Regions from separate parts of the Mus musculus genome. Here all the other regions are linked to region 1. Evidence: chromatin contacts called from public promoter capture Hi-C data. All regions are on one chromosome and are shown on one strand. Each heading gives the region's core, a stretch centred on a gene start, on an enhancer-like site or on the middle of the called end of the contact. The rest is flanking DNA. Distances are from core to core; before and after follow the strand shown. Region 1 holds the start of Cadm4 (cell adhesion molecule 4). Region 2 holds the start of 9330104G04Rik (RIKEN cDNA 9330104G04 gene). Region 3 holds the start of Exoc3l2 (exocyst complex component 3-like 2).

Region 1 (3,175 bases), core at 501-3,000:
AGGATCCCAAGAGCCTGGTTTTAATGCATAAGAAGAAAGAAAGAAAAAAACAGATGGAAATGTACCCAGAGTCCCAAGCTCACACCTGGGAAATTGGGGCATGCTCGTCGCAAAGGAGGGTCTGATGAAAGTTAGGAAGCAACTACAGAAGTCTGCAGAAGAAAGGCAGAACTTCTAAGGTCGGCTTTGCCCCCAGCCTTGTCCTCAGCGGCAACCCTTGCTTGGGGTGGCAGGTGTGGCAGCACTCAACTTAGAAGCTCCCTCACATTGTCAGACATGGATCCGGTTCAACACTCTCACTGGATAGAACTGGAGCCAGGAAAGAGGGCTGGGCCACCTGGTCCCAATTCTCAACTCCCTATAGGAGACCTCAGCCCTGCCTTTGCTCACCAGCAGCCTCCCCATGATGGATTCCTGGGCAAAGTAACTTGACCCACCGCAGGGGAGTGTCCCATGGTGGATATAAGAAACACAGGGTTCTAAGTGTGAGCATTCAGGTGACATTTCCTGACCTTGTCCCCAGCCTCAGGGTCACCGTGTCTTGGGTGGGGGCTGGGGGGTCCTCCAGATTCCCATAGTGAGTGAGAAAGACATGTGGATGTCCTGGAGGGGGCTCTTCTGTGAAGTGTGGCTTGGATGTGTGAACGGGTGGGAGGGTTTGGGGGAGACATTTGTGGAATCCACGTGTGTGCTCACATGCCAATGTTCCCTATATGCCACTTCACACATCTATACTGTCACTGCCCTGCCTGACACCACTCTTCTCCAGGAGCGAGGAGGGATACAGAGATGGGAAAAGGAGGATGGAGGATGCATGGAGAGAGGAAGCAGATTTGGGGGAGAGGGAGACAGTGGGGTAGAGAGGAGAAAGGAGGCAGCTAGGCAACAGAGGCTGCTAGAGAAATGGGAGAATGATAGGGGACAGAGAAGGGAAGAGATACAGGATGTCAAGGAGACGGGGAGAGAGATGGTGAATGGGGACATAGAGGGACGACAGCAGCACAGGAGGCGGCAGAGTGAATAGAGGATGGGGGGCAGGCAGAGTGACCCAGGAAAAAGGGACAGAGGTGGGGGACAAAGGCGGCGTGGAGAAACGGGAAGGGGGAAACAAGGAGAAAGGAGGACAGAGGGAAGGAAGGACAGGACTTGAAGACTGAGGGACAGAGGACAAGGGCTGGGGGAAAATGAGAGAGAGAGAGAGAGAGAGAGAGAGAGAGAGAGATCTAAAGACTAGGACCGAAGGACAGTGGGACCGGCCTGGAGAAGGAGGGCTTGGGGACATAGGGGGAGGGAGGGTCTCGGGCCCTTTGTCCCCGCGGGATCGGGGCCTGTGCGGGGTGGGGGGGCTGCGGCACGGCGGCCGGGGCCCGCGTCCCCCCTCCCCTGCCCGCGGCTCTGGGCTCCTGGCCCGCGCTGCGCTTTGTCCCGGGGACGAGGGTCTCCCGCAGCCCCCCCCCCCCACGCAGCGCATTGTTCCGGCCTCTGCAGGCCCCCAGGCGACCCAGCTGTCACAGCGACGAGACCCCCTCCCCAACCCGACCGCAATACGCACACCTCCCTCGTCACCCCGATCCAGCCCACCGACCCGGCCCCCACCTCCGTCACCCTACCTGGCCCCGCCGCGGCCGCCCACAGCAGCAGCAGCGGCCACTGGAAGCGCCGGGCCCGGCCCATGGTGCCGCCGCCGCCGCCGCCACCGCCGCCGCCACCGCCGCCGCCGCTCGCTCCCGGCCCGGCACCTGCACCTCCCGCGCCGTCGACCCCGCCCCCGAGTCCAGTCCCGCCCTCTGCTCCGCCCACTGCGCGCCTTGGTGGGCGTGGCGTCAGCTAAGGGGCGGGGACCGGACGGGGACAGAGGGGCCCAGACAATGCGGGGAGAGGGAGGACGGGAGCGCGGAAGGGCGCGCACGGGGGTGGGAGAGCAGGACAGCATGCGGACCCGGGCGCGAGGGCAGGGCGTGAGCGTGACGGCGTCGTGGGAGCCAGTGGGGGAGGACTTGGGAGAGCGGAAGGTCGTGAGGGTCGTGTGAAGGTGCAAAGGTGTGCGTGCGTGTGCGCGCAGGCGTAGCCTGGACTAGCGGAGCTCCCTAGAGGACGCTGCACGGGAGACACGGGGAAGATGCGCAGGAGATGCACCGGAGTGTGCGCGGAAGATGCACGAGAGATGCGTGGGAGAGGCGCGGGAGATGCACGGGGGAATGTATAGAAGACACACGGGAGATGCGGGGAAGATGCACGGGGGTTGTGCAGAAGCTGCTTGGGAAACCCATAGGGGGTGCGTGGGAGATGCTTGGGAGATGCGCGAGAGGGCGATGCTCGGAAGCGCGCGAAGGTGCGGGGTGCTGGCGTGTGCTGTGAGTGTGAGCTTTGGGGGAGAGGAGTGTGATGATGCCACAGTGAATGTGGGCAGGGAAAGACTGAGAGGCTGGGCAGCAGCGGGTGGCTGAGCAGGTATGGACTTCTTTGGGCAGGGCATAGAATAGTGTCCGCTCCCTCCCTCTAGTCCTGACCATGACTCGCCAAGTTTCAGTCTTCTTTCCCTGGGAGGGGCCTCCAGAAAGCTAACCAGACTGGAAGGAAGTCTTAACCCTAGGCCCTGGGGAGAGCGAAGCCCCTGCCTGGGGCAATCTTCCAGGTATGGCATCCAGACGCTGTACTCTTTCCCACACTGTCCAGTCAAGTCTGTCTGTGTGACTCTGCCTTTCAGGTTCTGTTCCTCATCCTGGGGGGCTGACTCATCCCTCCAAACTTTGCTCTCTTTTTTCTTCTTGGGTGTGGGTTCCCCTGAACCCACCCCTGTGGCCACCTGAAGGCCTGGAGCAGGCTTATGACTCATAGGACCAAGAAGAGGAAGAAAGTGAGGTGCTGGTGGCCTCTGCCTCTCACAGGACTCAGGGACAGCAGGTAAACTGGGTCAACATATGCCCATTCTGAAAAGCTCGGCTTTTTATTTTCTCTCCATCACTTCTAAACTGTTGTATATCCAGGTCAACCAAGGGTCATCATCACATGACACACTTCCTGTCCAGTGCCTAGCTCCCAGCATCCTCTCTGTCTTTAGTCCCAAATTCATCAACTCTTATGTCAGGACCAAAACTCCTAGCATCTTGTTTCAAGGACCAAGGCTCCCAGCAGCCTCTCTGTTCTCTACCGTAGCTCCATATCCACCCACAGC
Region 2 (3,175 bases), core at 433-2,932, 7.6 Mb after region 1:
CCCATTTCTAATCTCCTCTGTTTTTGGAAGCTTTACAGGTCTTGGAAGACCATAGAGACAGAGACTGTGTTAAGGAAATGAAACAGAGATGCTGGGGTATGGAAAGGTTGGAGCAACAACCGGAAAGGGTCTCCAGACTCAAGGAGTGATGTAGGGAGGGAGAAAGAGCTGGAGCCTTTTCAATTTGAAAGTCATCATTAGAGTTCCTCGGCGAATCATACTCTCTCTCCCCTCACTCCCTAGCTATCTTCACCTGGCCTCCCCGTGTTACTGAGCCATGGGACCAAGTAGAAGAAAGAAGTGTCATTGGGTTGATCAAAATGCCCCCGGGGGTCCTCAGGGACTGTTCGGGGGTTTCTCAGCAGCCGGTCTCTCTCTCCAGAGGCCTGAAGATTCCCCTTCCCCCACCCCGCCCCCTCCAGGGATCTCCAAGCACCCCGAGACTTAAGGAAAGATGAAGATGGATTCCGGGTAGCGGGGCCCAGAGGGAGGTTATGTTTGAATGCCGGCTGTGTGACCTTGGGTGAGTCTCTTCCTGTCTCTAAGCCTCAGTTTTTTTCTCTGTAAAATGGGGACTTTCAAACCCTCATGAAATAGGAAATCTGTAAGAAGACGAATGTTTGGTTTAACACACACTAGGCATCCAGGACGGTTAACAGGGTCCATGCTGAGTCCAACGGAGGCCGTGCATCCTCCCTATCAGCTCTATTTGGGGGTAGGAAAAGCCAGGTCTCCAGTCTTATCTCTTTCCCCCTGCCTGCTCCCCTACCCTAGGACCGGTGTGCTGAGCATACACTACCAAGACAGACAGACGGACACAGGAGCAGGGAGGTGGGGGAACGAATGGGGGAGGGAGGAATGCATGGATGGACGCACGGACAGGCGACCCCTCACCAGCTGCTCCTCCAGGGCTGCTGCGGCCCTGCGCGCCGCTGCCGCATCCTCGTCCTCCTCGGCGTCCTCCTCGTCCTCAGCCTCGGCGCCCCCCATCCCGGGCTGGGCCAGCCGCAGCGCCTGCTGCACGCGGTACTCCTGCCTCTCTCGGAGCCAATGCAACTCGCAGAGCCCGGCCAGGCTGCCTTCCAACCATCCCCGCAGCCGACCCCGCTCCGGGCTCACCGGGAACGAGAAGGCCCGGATCATGGCTGCGGCCCCCCGCCCCAGCCCGGCCGGGCCCCACGGCCGCCCCTCTCGCCGGTCCCACCTCCCCGCCCCAGCAGCCCGCCCGCCCGCTGGCCGGGCTGTCACCGTCTCATCTGCATAGGCGCCCGCCCATTGGGCCGCCCACCCGCGCCTCATCTACATGACCACGCCCCTGAAGGCACGACAACGACCTACTATTGGTTGTTGCCTTCCGTGACGCAGGGCTCCGCCCCGCCCCATTTTTCCTTAACAACGCATGCCCAGGACTACCTACGGGGGTATCAGACTCGCCACGCCCCTTTGTGCGGCGATCCTGGGGCTGTGGCCACGCCTTCTTTATAATCACAATGAAGCAAGCCCGCCCTTGCTCCAATTTCATTGGTGCCAGTCGCTTGGTTCTGGAGCTGGTTCCGCCCCCTTGCGGGCGAGCGCTGGCTGCCATTGGGCTCTCCAGGTCCAGGGAAGGGTGGTCTATAAATAGAGACTGGATCCACGTGACAGCTCCGCAGCTGCTCTTGCCGCCCCTCCCAAACTTTCAGCTTCTGAGTCTGCGCAGAAGGATCATCAGTGATGATTGAATCCGGATCACGCCTCCTCTTCCAGGCAGCTTTCCCAGACCCTCAGAAGTAAAGCGGATTGAACATCTTACGGTTTGATTATGCTTTTAAGCAGGACCTGTTCAAACCGGCTCTGTAATTCCATCATAGGGGAGGCTGAACCAGGAGGAGAATTGAGAGTTCAAGGCCAGCCTAAACTACATAGTGAATTTCAAGCTAGTTTGGATTACACAGCGAGTTTCTGTCTCATCAAAACAGCACATTTACGGAATTACAAGACCCTGGGTGAAATATTCTATGCTTTGACCAGAAGAGAATCTGAGGTCTTTTTTGTCTTCCAGGTGCGGTGGAGCTGAGTTCCACCAGTCTGAGCTCGCAGGGGCCTTTGTTCACGGTTCTAAGAGGCTTTGTTCTCAGTCTTCTGAGATGCTCTGTTCTCAACGTTCTGAAGTTCTAAATCTGAGCCTGCCTGCTTTCGAAGGCTGCATTCTGCCTCTTCTCACTGGGCAAGCCGGGCTAGCGCCCCCTCACGCGGCCAGCATGTGTCACTACACCCGGTGTGTCGGCAACGTTTGTGAAATAGCCCATTTCTCAGACGGACCTTTGACTCCTTAAAAGCTCAGATCTGGAAGGGAGGATGGGGCCGTAGAATCGCGGTGAGTTCGAGGCCAATCTGGGCTAACTATGACAGCCTGTCATTGAAAGAAAAATATAGTGTGAAACTGTCTTTTATAATGTTTTATGATCATCTGGCAATAACCAACTTTGATGTGGTGAGTCTATGCCACTTTAAGGCAGAGTAACACTAGGAAACGTATTTGGTCTCTCTGTGCTCTTCATCTACATCTAAAAAAAAGTTATTCTGAACGTTTAACAGCATAATTATGTTTTGTTTTGCTTTTTGAGGGTTTCACTAAGTAACCCTGGCTGAACTGTAACTATGTAGACCAGACTGGCTTGTTACTTTCAGACCACCTCTGGGTTGTATCTGACTCCCCCTACTCCAGTGCTCGTATTAAAGGAGTGGGTCACCACGTATAACCCTGTTATTTTTTATTATTTTTTTTTTGGAGTAACAGCTTCTACCACTCATAAAGAACTGAGTCTTGGGCATGGTGAGTCATATCTGTAATCCCAGCACTGGAGAAATGGCTCCGTGATTTAAGAGTGCTGTTGCTCTTCCAGAAGACCTGGGTTCGGTTTCTGGCACACAGAGAGAAAAAGAGGCTCACAGTCCTCTTTAACTCCAGCATCAGAGGATCCACTGTCCTCTTCTGGTCTCCTCAGGCAACTGCACTCTGTGCGTGAGTGCACACATACACCACACACTGAAATATTTAGTCTTGCTGGGCAGTGGTGGCGCACACCTTTACTCTCACAGCACTTGGGAGGCAGAAGTAGGCAGATTTCTGAGTTTGAAGCCAGCCTGGTCTACAGAGTGAGTTTCAGGACAGCCAGGGCTACACAGAGAAACC
Region 3 (3,175 bases), core at 325-2,824, 5.0 Mb after region 1:
AGGCCCCTCCTCCTCTTCCTCGCTGCCAGCCTTTCCCCAAACCCTCCTCCTCAGAATTCCTGACACCCCCAAGCCCCCAGCATGGAGCCGGGTGTGGTGGCGCAGCCTCCTGTAATCCCAGTCCCCGGAGGCTGGGGCCGGAGGACCACATGCTTTTGAGATTTTTGAGGCCCAGGTTTCAAGTGAGACCCCGTATACAGACAATCTCTAAATGCGAAGATTATGCCTTTAATCCTGGCAACTCCGGAGGTCAACCTGAGTCACGTGAGATCAAAACATCAAAAGCCAAGGCAGGGGACGAGGCTCAGTTGGTAGAGTACTTGTCTGGCTTGCAAGAAACCCTGGCTTCCCACCCCAGCAGCCATGCAGGGCTGCAATCCACACACTGGGGAGAGGGAGGGCAGGACCAGAGCGTCAGTATAGTCTTTGGGTATATAGAAATTTGACACCAGACTGAGCAACGTGAGACTCTGTGGGAATTTTGTTTTCTTAGTTTTTCTAGACAGAGTTTCTCTTGTAACCTTCAGTGTTCTGGAACTCACTCTGTAGACCAGGCTAGCCCTGAACTCACAGATCCACTCACCTCTGCCTCTTGAGAGCTGGGATTAAAGTGTGCACCACCACTGCCTAGCTGAAAAATTATTAAAAAAAAAAAAAGTCCTAAGGTCCATGTTCGAAAACTGATCCTTTTAGGTTACACATCCTTGAGCCTGACTCTGACATCAGCATCACCAGCCGGGGCAGCCTTCATATCCTATCCTAGCCTCTCTTGATCACTCTCTCTCTCTCTCTTTATTTTAATTAATTAATTAATTTTGTATGTGGGCACACAAGCCATGGTCGGTATGTGGGGTTCAGATGTGAACTTGCAATCGTCGGTCCTCTCTGCCTTGTGGGTCACAGTGACTGGATCCAGCTCTTCAGGGCAGCAAGCATCTACCTGCTGAGCCATCTTGATAGCCCTTCCTTTCTATTTAATTAATTAATTAATTAGTTAATTAATTAATTAATGGAGACAGAGTCTCAATCCCTAATCCAAGCTTGTTCAAACCGGCCAGCCTCCTGCCTCAGCCTCCGCTCCTTAGTGCTGGCCCTGCAGGTGTGAGGAGCCTGTGTGTGTGTGTGTGTGTGTGTGTGTGTGTGTGTGTGTGTGTGTGTGTGTGTGGCTTTCTGGTAGCTGCAACCCTCCTCACTGGAGGCAGCCAGGCACTGGCTGCCCACCCCACGGGGGTGTCCCCATCCAGTGTCAGAGTGTCAGAGTGCATTAGACCTAACATCCCCATCTCCCTCAGCCAGGAGTGGACCCCATCTCTACAAGTCCTTCCTACCTCTCTGGATCCCAGAGCCCCAGTCCCTGCCGCCGCCGCTTCACCGCAGCACTCACCAAACCCAGCCTTCAGCCTGCATCTGCTCACCCAGCCCTCCTGCCTCCAGAGTTCTGGGTTCTGATGAGGTGTCCCATCTTTGGAAGAAGTTGGGGGCATGCTTTCTTCACCCCGACACTCACCTTCTGTCTGTGCCTGTCCTTCTGTCCCCTCTTGCTGTCCAGTCCCCAGACTACTTGGGCCAGGACTGCTGAGAGCTTGGATCTAGGGGGGGGGGGGTTGGAGGAGGACAATTTCCTGTCAGGAAGCCCCTCCCTCTCTGGGGCCAGGGGCTGGAAGGCCCCATTATCTGTCTGCCCTTCTAGGCCAGGCTGTGGTTGGGCCCTGCTGTGACAAGGGCCACAGACCCCTCTCCCCGCCCTTACCCCCCCTCCCAGCTTTGCCGGAATCCGCCCGCCCTCCTGCCTGCTTTTCACGCCTCCCAAGGTAACAACATCATCCTGTGTGCCCAGGGGAGACACCCTGAGCTGGACAGGGGCCCACAGCTGAGCTCTGGAGTAATGGAGGTGTGGATAGGGTCTCAAGGGAGCATGTGTTCCTCTTGTATCCTCTGCTGGGGGACAGGATTCAAAGGAAACTCCACTGGTCCCAGAGGCTGGATTGAGGACCCAGTGGGGTAGCCCTGTCATGGCTTTTAAAATGTAGCTCTCGGCCAGTGGGGCGGTGGTGGCTCATGCCTTTAATCCCAGCACTGGGGAAGCTGAGGTAGGTGGCATCTCTGAGGCCAGCCTGGTCTACAGAATGAATTCCAGAACAGCCAGTGACTCATAGCAAGATTCTATCACTCCTCTGCCTCTGTCCCCCACTGTGGGCCAGTCTCCCAGGGACCTAGCTGTATTGTATCATAACCACAGAGCACCTTCCATCAGATGATAGACTCAACTGCACGTGCATGCTCTCCTTTTTTCTCCTTTTGAGACGGGGCCTCATTATGTAGCCCAGGCTGGCCTAGAACTCACAAAGATCCTGCCTCCCAAGTGCTGGGATTGAAGGCTTAGGCCACCTTGCCTGACTCTTCTTTGCATGTATGTGTTGGGGGTGCCGGGGAATTGAACTCAGGGCCCTGTGCACGATGGTCATGTGCTCTGCCATGATACTACTTCCCAGTCAATCCTTTACAGATTCCCCAACCCGCCCACTCCAATGAAGGTGCAGCAGATCTGACTTTTTTTTAAGTGTATTATTTATTTATTTATGTTTGTGAGTGACTACAAGTATTGCGTGCATGCAGTGCCCAAGCCCACTAGAAGGAGACAGATCCCCTGGAACTGGAGTTGGGTGGTTGTCCACTGCCCCGTGGTTGCTGAGAATTGAACCCTGGTCCACTGCAGAAGCAGCCAGTGCTCCTAACCACTGCTCAGTTCCGTTCTCCAGCTTCACATTCATACTTTTATGCCTTTCGGTTTAATGGATCTTTATGCACTCCCAGGGTTGCAGCAGAAAGTGCTAACATCCGATTCCAGAACATCTCGGTCTCCTTGAAGCGAACTCATGGGCTACAGCAGTGTCCCCCCACCCCCACCCCCCCACCCCCCCCCACCCCCCCGCTTCTCCTTTCCAAAGTCCCAGGAAGCCAGGAATCCAGGGTTCTTGGTTTCTCCACTAAGTCTCCCGCTTTTGAACATTTCGTAGGAACTATATTGCTCGGTGTGACCTTTTGTTTCTGGTTCCTTTTACGAAATGTAACATTTTCAAGCTCCATACACTTTGTAAGCCTCAGTCTCCACCCCTTGGAAATGAAGTTTCATTGGAAAGGGGAACAGAAAGACCCTGAGTAAGTAGAAAGGCAA

The links. Promoter capture Hi-C pulls out the DNA fragments that hold promoters and counts their contacts.
Region 2: a promoter capture Hi-C map of second pharyngeal arch cranial neural crest shows a contact between it and region 1. The contact joins the promoter of 9330104G04Rik here to the promoter of Cadm4 in region 1. A contact is called at or near these places in 3 of 39 promoter capture datasets (cranial neural crest, embryonic stem cells and second pharyngeal arch cranial neural crest).
Region 3: a contact with region 1 is called in a promoter capture Hi-C map of embryonic stem cells. The contact joins the promoter of Exoc3l2 here to the promoter of Cadm4 in region 1. A contact is called at or near these places in 3 of 39 promoter capture datasets (cranial neural crest, embryonic stem cells and frontonasal cranial neural crest).

The regions. Positions count from the first base shown.
Region 1 is chr7:24,480,598-24,483,772 of GRCm38.p6, reverse strand. Cadm4 (cell adhesion molecule 4) reads right to left here and starts at 1,750. Exons shown (of 9, transcript NM_153112.3): 1 at 1,611-1,750. The coding sequence starts at 1,674.
Region 2 is chr7:16,873,393-16,876,567 of GRCm38.p6, reverse strand. It overlaps 9330104G04Rik (RIKEN cDNA 9330104G04 gene), which reads left to right and starts at 1,682. Exons shown (of 2, transcript NR_152128.1): 1 at 1,682-2,356. It overlaps Dact3 (dishevelled-binding antagonist of beta-catenin 3), which reads right to left and starts at 1,251. Exons shown (of 4, transcript NM_001081655.1): 1 at 895-1,251. The coding sequence starts at 1,143.
Region 3 is chr7:19,461,686-19,464,860 of GRCm38.p6, reverse strand. Exoc3l2 (exocyst complex component 3-like 2) reads right to left here and starts at 1,574. Exons shown (of 12, transcript NM_001370800.1): 1 at 1,508-1,574.